Regions from separate parts of the Sus scrofa genome. Here all the other regions are linked to region 2. Evidence: chromatin contacts called from public Hi-C and HiChIP or PLAC-seq data. All regions are on one chromosome and are shown on one strand. Each heading gives the region's core, a stretch centred on a gene start, on an enhancer-like site or on the middle of the called end of the contact. The rest is flanking DNA. Distances are from core to core; before and after follow the strand shown.

What was found. A called contact is a pair of places that touch in the nucleus more often than the background predicts. HiChIP or PLAC-seq counts read pairs in DNA pulled down with a chosen protein or histone mark.
Region 1: a contact with region 2 is called in an H3K27ac HiChIP or PLAC-seq map of alveolar macrophages. The contact joins the promoter of HYKK here to the promoter of WDR61 in region 2. A contact is called at or near these places in 2 of 5 promoter capture datasets (fetal skeletal muscle and liver) and 1 of 2 datasets of contacts at active chromatin or transcription factors (alveolar macrophages).
Region 3: a contact with region 2 is called in a Hi-C map of liver, with 5 times the contacts expected there. The contact joins the promoter of IDH3A here to the promoter of WDR61 in region 2. A contact is called at or near these places in 1 of 5 promoter capture datasets (liver), 3 of 47 Hi-C or Micro-C datasets (embryonic fibroblasts, epiblast stem cells and liver) and 1 of 2 datasets of contacts at active chromatin or transcription factors (alveolar macrophages).

The regions. Positions count from the first base shown.
Region 1 is chr7:47,473,344-47,476,422 of Sscrofa11.1, forward strand. It overlaps HYKK (hydroxylysine kinase), which reads right to left and starts at 1,302. Exons shown (of 6, transcript NM_001243547.1): 1 at 1,234-1,302.
Region 2 is chr7:47,639,230-47,642,482 of Sscrofa11.1, forward strand. It overlaps WDR61 (WD repeat-containing protein 61), which reads left to right and starts at 1,874. Exons shown (of 9, transcript XM_013988982.2): 1 at 1,874-1,987.
Region 3 is chr7:47,777,282-47,780,684 of Sscrofa11.1, forward strand. It overlaps IDH3A (isocitrate dehydrogenase [NAD] subunit alpha, mitochondrial), which reads right to left and starts at 1,667. Exons shown (of 11, transcript XM_001927338.5): 1 at 1,557-1,667. The coding sequence starts at 1,583.

The DNA of each region.
Region 1 (3,079 bases), core at 52-2,551, 170 kb before region 2:
TTTTTTTTTTTAAATGGAGGGATAAAAGTTCTATGCTGGGAGAAAGTAAACATATTTTAGCTCTATTTCTTAGCCTCTGAAACTTTGGACTATTCATATCTCCTCTAAAAGGGAGTTGGGGGCGCAATGTGTTAAGGATCCTCTGTTGCTGCAGCTGTGGCTTGGATTCTATCCCTGAGAAATTGTTTGTGGCCAAAAAAGAAAAAAAAAAAAAAAAAAAGAAGGGGGTTGGAATTGGAGTAGATCATCCCTAAAAATCTCTTTTAGTGCTAATATTATATGTTTCTAAAGATCTTTCTTTTTGAACTTAAATTTGCCTTTTTTCTGTGTATACAAGGACTTCAAATTATGGTACGAATGGCATAGATCAAGTCAGTTCCTGTAAAAAGTAAATACGTAGAAAGTAATGTGGTTATCAGCAAAGTCTGTCTTAACCAAATGTCTTTTGTACGGGTGGAGGGGACCAGCAAGGGACCTCAAATACTATAGGCAGCAGATCTATATTTCCTGCCAACAGTGTTTGACCTGGCTTCAGAGAAAGCACCCTGAAAGCAATTTTTTTCCAATTCTAGGCCTTATGCCAGAATTTCAAAACCTTTGTCCTACAACTCCGAGGGGGCCGGACCTTAAACTGCACTTTGTGTAAGGTATACCAGCCAAGAAACAGGAGTCATTCTTGATTCTTTCTCCCTCACTCTCAAAATGTTACAACATCCAGTAAATTCTCCCTAAGCTTAACAATGGGTGCTCTGAGTATCTTCCTGCTGGGTGAGACGAGAGTGGTGGGCTAGTGTGCTGCAGAGGGGTTGCTGATCCAAGAGGCAGGAAAATAAGGGAGGGGGAGGGCGCAAGTCAGGTGCAGAGCGTTATTATGTTAGTGAGGTCCAGTGGAGCCCTAAGAAATTGTTCGCACCAGACACCTGGCCGCAAGTGCCAGGCGCCACACCTGCCCTCTGCCAGGGTCTCCACACAGGTCTCGGCAGGGTTGGACCAGATGGCTTCTTGGGTGCCACTCCTCAATTCTGGGATCTCAGGCCAGTCTTTGGATTACGGGTGCGGTCCAGAGAGGTGACTGACTGGCGCATCACGCACGCAGAATGTCTGAGGAGAAGCAGGGACTGGAAGACCCCAAGGCTCACGACTCCTGGCCCCAGACTTGTAGCGAGCCTCCCTGCTCTCCGGGTTGCCCCCCCCGGAGGGGGGGTTCGCGTCTCCTTTCCCCACCCGGCTCACCCGCAACGACCCGAGGTCCTCAGGTGGATCCGTTCTCCGGTAGCCTCGACCCTGGCTGCTGTCTCGCGCTCTGGCTGGGAGGTCGCGCCGTACCAGCCGCCCCTCGGTCAGCCCCTCCTCCGAGCCCGCGAGTCCTGACTTCTGATTGGCTCCTGGATACCCCCTGCCGCCAATCAGCACAGACTCCTGGAAAGACTAAGCTCTACCAGGCCTACCCAACCCGCCCTGCCCCTGGCCTGCCTAGGAAGCTGCGAACAGAAATTCTGAGACTGGGCTTCTGATGGGCTTTCTGCAATCCTGACCCGCCTTCTCTCGGTGGTCACTCCAGTCAGAACCCTGCTACTTCTCTATAAAACTGGACTTCTGGTTTCTGATTGGTTGTTCGAGATTCCGCCCCACCCCTTGGCAGGCTTTAGCAGGCTTTCAGCTCTTGAGTGGCACCTCGCAGTTCTTCCCGGTCCACGTAGCTGTGGAGGCTTCGTGGACTGCTTCTCTTAGATTTCCAGGTGTGTGGGTAGAATTCACATCCTCGTTTTTCTTTCCTAGCCCTCCCTCCCCTTCCTGCTGGAAACACGTATCCCAGAGGCTTTGCAAGCATGGCCCAAACCCATTCAGTCCCCTGGAAGTGTAAGGGTTCTGCGCAGAGGACCTGGGAGTTGGGCCTGGCAGCGTTCTGCACAGGACCTAGCTCTCCCAGGTTACAAGAATGTTAGGACATCAAATTGTCTTATTCATCGGACAGGTCCACACGTTCCTTGTACTGATGGGGAAAGTGAAGTCTAGATGGCACAGAGCCTCAAGGAGACCTGGTCACTCAGGTGCTAGTTTAAGCTTCAGCACAGTACCACGTTTTCTACTCTCTTCTCAAGCCATTAAACTGAATATATTACCTGTAAAGGGAGTGGGAAAGCCACCCTAAAAGGTTCCCCTGGGCCGGGGCATGGGGGGAGGGTTTCAGGTCTGATGTGGTGAGTGATTCATTTACAGAGAAATTGAACTGATAATTGGGTCACAATCCTTATTTAGGTAGATCAATTAGTGGATTCTCCTGCAGGAAAGAGCAGAAACCACATGATTATCAAGAGGCTGCTTTAGGAATTGCAATAACCTGCTAGTTGGTGACCTTAATTGTCAAGGGCACTGGGCTCTGATGGCCAGTCTGTTACATGTCTACAGGCAAACAAAACCTCTCTGATAATACAGAGCACTCTCTCTACTGGAGGACATCACTCACGCCTGCAACTTAGTCTGTTTTTTTCTTTTAAGGGCCGCACCTGCTGCATATAGAAGTTCCCAGGCTAGGGGCCAAGTGGGTGCTGCAGCTGCAGGCCTACACCACAGCAACACCGGATGGAGCCACATCTGCAACACAGGATCCTTAACTCACTGACCAAGGCCAGGGATCCAATTTGCATCCTCATGGACACTGTGCTGGGTCCATACGACTCGCTAAGCCACATGGGAACTCCAGTTTAAGTCTGTTTTTGTCCAGGCACATCTCCCTCTCTCAGGGTGCCTACCTCCTGGTCAGGAAATAGCACACTCCAGTTATTTACAGTCACCTTGACTAATTAACTTGAATGTTTCCCAAACCTCTTATTAACCACCTGCTGAAGGAATCTCTCTCCTCTTTGCTCCCTTTGATATGGTTCTTAGCTGCTTCACTTTCTAATTTCCAAGTTGCAGGTTGTTTTTTTAATAGCCCCAGGGCAGGTTTCTTAATGTATCATTCCTTTATATTGTCAAAGACCAACTGTGATTAAAAGGATTATCTGTAACCAAAATCTGACTCCCACTGGCTCTGTAGGCCCTTCTGCTTGCTCTTCCCTCAGGCAGGTACTGAATT
Region 2 (3,253 bases), core at 624-3,123:
GTGATGCAAATGCCCGTAGTTGTCCGGGGAGCCAGTCAAGGAAGGAGATCTTGGGATTTCTGGGGACTTCCTAAAGGTAAGCTGTGTGTTTATGACTTCCCAGAAAATAACTGTAAGAGTAGTAATAGTAGACATTTATTGAGTGTTTACTACGTGCCAGGTACTGTTGTACATACTTTATATATGTTAACTCTTTTAATCCTTATATCAGCCTAAAAGGAAGGTACTGTGATTATCCCCATTTAAGAGATGAAGCTCCGTGAGTTTACATAATTTACCCAGAGCTGCAGAGCAGAGCAGTCAAGATTGAACCCAGGGAAGTTCCCATCGTGGCTCAGAGGTAACGAGCCCAACTATCATCCATAAGGAATCAGGTTCAATCCCTGGCATTGCTCAGTGGGTTAAGGATCCGGCATTGCTGTGAGCTGTAGTGTAGGTCATGGACATGGCTTGGATCCCATGTTGCTGTGGCTGTGATGTAGGCCAGCAGCTGCAGCTCCAATTCAACCCCTAGCCTAGGAATCTCCATATGCCATAGGTGAGGCCTTAAAATGAAAAAACAAACAAAAAAAACAAACATGCTGAGATGGGATGCTGAGACTTCATGAGATGCCAAAGATGTTCACAGCCCAAAAAATGGCCAGTTATCCTTGCTTGACAGTCCCGATATTATGGCCAATGACCTCACGTGCCTGGCGTTCTAGGGATGAGGGAGAAGTGAAAGCAGGTGCAGAATTTATCTTTTTCGAATTAATGATTTGGAGTTCCTATCACAACTACAGAATTATATCTGGAAAGTCTTTATAAAGTCTTTGTTGCAATAGTTTTCAAACTTCTTGGCCACAGCCAAGATGTTGGAAATACATTTTCCTTTGTGATCCATTATCCGCCTATGTAAAACAAGCTTTATAAAACATAACTCTTTAAATGCATGATACACTCTCACATCTTCTATTTTTTCTTAATCTATTCTATTCGTTTTAGAGAGATGATTAATTAAATTGTTTTTTCTTTTTTACGTTCACAGCTGTGGCATATGGAAGTTCCCAGGGCAGGGGTGGAGTTGGAGCTGTTGCTGAAAACCTATGCCAGCCATAGCAACACTGAGTCTGAGCCGCATCTGTGATCGATGTCACAGCTTGTGGCAATGCAGGATCCCCAACCCCCTGAGAGGGGCCAGGGATCAAACCCAAATCCTCACAGAGACTATGTCAGGTTCTTAACCCACTCTGATGAATTGAATTTTTATTCAGAACAAATATAATGGCCGACAAGAATTAAACTAATATTGGAAAATAATAGTAGCAGATTTGGAAGCAAGCAAACCGAAGGGCAAAAGCTTTGGTATTCTGACAACAGGTAAAAGGCATAAAAGTAATCAGTGTGCTCTCAGAATAATCTAAAAGTGGTATATTTACAGCTAATGTACAGAAAAAGGAAAAAAAACCACATAAGCCCAAATCACGTAGATTAAAATTCACATTATTATATAGTTGTGAACACTTTGATAGCCAAAATTTCACCATTCTTAAAGTAAGATTGTTTGAAAATACTTTTGTGTGTTTTTTTTTTAGGGCCGCACCTGTGGCATATGGAGGTTCCCAGGCTAGGGATCTAATAAGAGCCAAAGCTGCTGGCCTACCCCACAGGCACAGCAATGCTGGATCTGAGCCGGTCTCAGGGTAGAAATAAAGCTGAAACCGCCCAGCCAGCAGCCGCTGAAACCTAAATCCGTACTTCCGGAAGCAGGTTCCCAGGGGCCCCACCCCTGGGGGAAACTAGCGTGACTGGGCGTGGCCTCTCCTCGCCTATCCCCCTCCTTTTCCGCGCCGCACGCGGCACAGAGACGGCAGGGGGCGCTGCGGGGTGCGCCTGCGCCCTGGGACCTAAGTGATGTCCCGCCCCTTCGTGAGCTCATTGCCGCGCGCCGAGGTCGCGCGGAGCCGGTCCTCGGAAGAGCTGAGGGGCTGTGCAGCCGGGCAGTGAGGTGAGTTGGTTGGTACAGCCGTTAAGGACCGCAGTCTTCGGTGCCGCTGGCGGCCGGGCTGAAGTGGGGGTTAACGAGGGTAGGCTGCCTCTAAGAGGGTTTGTTCCGATACTCCAAGCCGTGGGGCCCGAGGATGGCTTCCCTCACTCCATTTACGCTGGCTGCCTCTCGGTGTGCGGGGCCTGAGGGGAGAGGGTAGGTTGTCTCATCTTGCTTCCCGAGGATGTTCTGTGCAGCCTCGAGGTTAGGGCTGGTTTCTCTGCGGTAGGTCTCGGTGCCCGTAGACAGAAGACTCTAACTGAAGTTTCCCAGTAGTGTGCCACGCTGTCTTCTGAGGTAACGAGCTTCCCATCACGGGAAGGCACTAGCGCAGGCTGGGTTGTCTTTACTTCAATTGCCATGTAATATTGTGGATTACTGACCTGCCTGAGTAATTGACTAGAGGCCTATAATGAATGGTCTTTGGAAACACTGAGGAGGGAGCAATGAATTCTGCCCGGGAAATGGGAAAAAATTCTCTAAAGAAGTTGGCAAAGGAGGATTTGGGGGTCCTCTTAGCTCTGAAATTATAAGAAACTTATGCAGGAGGTAATGTAGTTTGGTAGCCTATACTACAGCTTGTATCCATCTGCTACTGTCAGACTGACCTTGGGGAAGCTTCCTTAACCTCTCTTAAGTCTCACTTTCCTTATCTGGAAGGTAGAGGTATCTACTGAATGGGATTTGAGGGAAGGTTCAGTAAACTAATCTATGTGTAGTACTTAAGAAACCTGACTCATGGTACATCCTCAAAGCGTTCATTGACAGAAGCACACCTCTGTCTTGAGGAGGCTAGCTTCTTGGAAGTTGGCTTCTTGCAAGCCTTCCTTTTGTTTCTGTCTGTTGCAGGGATGCCAGGCAGGTCTGGGAAGAGGAGAGAGCAGACCTCTGCTTCACTGGGCAGAGGGCTGGTGCCCAGGCAGAGTCTGAATGCCATTCACTTCATCAGAACTGGCTTGAGCTCCTTCCCTGTCTTTCCTACCCTGGCCAGACCCTGTTCTTGGGTCACAAATGAATTAAGCTCTTCCAGCTTGATTGAGATCTTCATAGGCAAAGATTATTTACAGACTGATTGTTTGTTGTTTCTGTTATTCTTAGAAAAACTTGACAGTAGCCTTTTCAGGGGCTGTAGATTTAAAGCAAGTAACCTGAGCCTGGATGCCGTAGCTGTGTGGTCTCTTCTGTTCATGGGTAGAATTGAGGGAGCCAGGAACTTAGATGAGAAGA
Region 3 (3,403 bases), core at 417-2,916, 140 kb after region 2:
AGCGGAAACAAATCCAACTAGGAACCATGAGGTTGTGGGTTTGATCCTTGGCCTCACTCAGTGGGTTAAGGATTCGGTATTGCTGTGAGCTGTGGTGTAGTTCGCAGATGTAGCTCAGATCTGATGTTGCTGGGGCTGTGGTTTAGGCTGGCAGTTCCAGTTCTGATTAGACCCCTAGCCTGGGAACCTCCATATGCCAGGGGAGCAGCCCTAAAAAGACAAAAGACAAAAAGAAGTTAAAGAAATAAAAAAAAACTACTGATACCCAATTGTCTGCTTAAAGACTGTAAGATATGTATTTTTGAATTCCTTCTGCATGTTTCTTTCACATTATTTGAACCAATCCTCAAAAAGCTCTATGAAACAAGTATAGATATTTCACAGAAGGGCTTATTAAGGCTCAGAAATGTTAAGTAATTTGCTCAGGGTCACAAAGCCAATTAGTGGCACTGCCAGGATTTAAATCTAAGACTCCTAAATTCCAGTGCAGAGCTCTTTTCACTAAATAATATATATGTGGACTTCGCCTTAAACTCAAAGGAGGAATAAAGTATCAAATTTTATAGAAAAAAACTAAATTGCTTAGGTAGGTTCCTAGGGGTTCATTCTTTAAGAGCAACAGGAGGCTCGAGGGCCCATTCTTCTCTCTGCCTGTCAGTGTGTGACCTTGGTCACAGAGCAGGCAGAATGGGACTTAGACCTAGGAACGCAGAGACACCTGTTCTGATACCTACTTCCTGTGTGACCTTGAGCAATTGAGTTTTCAGGCACGGTTAGTTCCACTGAGGAACCAATGAATTGCAGCGATGCTCTGAAACCCTTTCCAGCTCGGGCATCCGAGCTGCCAAGGGGAGCTAAAGCTCTCCAGATCGTAGGATTCTCGCTAATGAAAGGTGAGAGGAAAGCGCTGCGGGTCTCCCTCTCCCAAGTGTTGAGACAGCAATTCCAAGGTGCAAGATGCCCTGTGTCCTTTGACGGGGAAAGAGCTACAAGAGCTCACTGGGAAGAGCTCCAAGGGAGAAAAAAGTCTGGCAAGAAAACGACCTCAGGATTCCCTCACCTGGGAAAACCTCCCAAGCCTAACGCACGTGCCCTCGGGCCAGGGAGGTTACGCGACCAGGGCTGGAGCAGACACGAGTGGAAGGCCCTAGCCGTGTTGCGGGGGACTCCAAGCGATCAAAAGACTGCAGGGCCGCAGCCTCGGAAGCGGCCAGGATGGCGGAGCCGGGGCGGCGGCTGCGATGACCTTCCCAGATTCCGCGCAAGGCCTGGCCTTCTGCCCGGGTAGATGCGGACGGCGGCACCCGAGTATCGCCGGGAGCAGGGCCAGGGCCCCCGGCCTTGACCTTGCTGCTGTCCCCGCCTCAGGCTTGACCTTCCGGGAACAGGGCTGCCTACACACTGCACGCGGCCAGGCACACAGGTGGCCAGGTCAGGTTCCGTAACTGTTCCCAACCAGCCGAGCGCCGCCGCCTCCCGGTCCAGGCCTGCGCGCCTGCCCCCGCCCAGCACGCCGCCAGCCCGTGGGCCACAAGCCGGCCTGCCCCCCCGCTCACCTTGGAGATCCACGCTGGCCCAGCCATCGCGCTCCCTCTGACCGCGGCGACGGCGGCGGCAATAGTACGCAGCCGCACAGCCTGCGCCCCGCCCGCCCGCCCGCCTGGCCCCGCCCCCTAGGCCCCACCCCCCCTGGAAGCCCAGCCCCGGCCCGCCTACGGGATTCTCCGAACTTGCTCCCGGTCCCCTCGGACCTCGCCGGCTCCGCTGGCCAATCGTCGGGCTCGCCTCGCGCCGACATCCGGAGCACAGGCCGGAGCCGCGACCCGGAAACTACTCGCCGGGATCTCCGGTAGGAGTCCTTCCACTCCTTCATTCATCGATTTCACTGTTTAGGGGGGGTGTTTGTTCCGCGCCCACTAGATGCCAGTCGGTCTTCTAGATTTGAGGAATTAACTTCTCTCATAGACTTTACAATCTCAGGGAGGGAGATAGATCATGTACTCGGTCCACAAGTATTTATTTTTTAACAGCTTCATTGAGGTATAACTTACATACCATAAGCATCAAAGTGCGATGATTTTTAGTAACTGTAAACAGTTGCACAACCATCACTACAATCCGGTTTATTTTTTAACGGCTTTTTTTTTTTTTTTTTTTTTTCACGGCCTCAAAGGCGGGATACAGAGGTTCCCAGGCTAAGGGTCTAATTGGAGCTACAGCTGCCGGCCTAGGCCACAGCCACAGCAACGACAGATCCGAGCTGCCTCTTCGACCTACACCACAGCTCACAGCAACGCAGGATCCTTAACCCACTGAGCAAGGCCAGAGATTGAACGTGAAACCTCGTGGTTCCTAGTCGGATTCTCTCTGCTGCACCACACGAAAACTCCTTAACAGCTTTTATTGAGGCATAACTTATGTGCCATAAAATTTACTCTAAGTTCAATGATTTTTAGTAAATGTAAACCGTGGGATAACCATCACCACAATCCAGTTTTTGAACTTATAGAAATGTTCCCTGTGTCCATTTGCAGTCAGTGCCAGCTCCCTGCAATTATTGATCTGCTTTCTGCCTTTACAGCTCTACAAATATTTTTGAGTGCCAGCTAGGTACCAGGCACTCTTCTTGTTGCAGGACTTACATACAGGGAGACAGAACACAGAGGCCCTTTTGCCGGGAAGCAGCGTTTTTATTCGTGCTGGCACTGGCTCAGTGGATTCATATCCAAAGGCTGAGCCCCTATACCCTCCATTATTTTTTTCTTTTACACTTTGGTCCCTTTGTCCCCCTCATAAGGTAACATGCCTTCTGTAATTTCTGAGTGTACAGTTATAGATACGCCTCCGCTCATCGATACAGGTTATGCTGCGCTGTTGCAGAACTGCGCAGGCGGCACAGATGCTGGTGTTGCATGTTGCTTTCCCTTTGTTCTGGGAGGGCCCGTTCTCCTCCCCACTGCATTCTAAGTGCTGGTGCGTACACACTAGTGGGATAGAAAGGTACCAATCCGGTATTGCACAAACGTGGAATTTAAAACTGTGCTAAGTGTCAAGAAGCAAGAATGCAAGGAGTCATGAGAAGGTAAAATCAGAGAACCTATTCAAATCTAACACAGAGGGCAGAGAAGACCTCTCTGAGGAACTAACATACCTACTCCCCTTCCTCCTCATCCTCTCCTCAGCAACCACACACAGTCCTAAAGCTCTGCTGATCTTTGGGTACTAGGGTAGTTGGGTACCCGGGTGACTTAGACCGAGTCTCTCCCCTCCTCACCCTGGAAAAGGGTCCATCCAGAGAGGAGCTACCCATCCACCCAGAAAGGTGGTGAATTAGGTGCAGAAGTGATGCCAGTGGCTTTCATAAGATAAAATAATAAAGCACAGCTAAGTCTGTGGCTTTGTC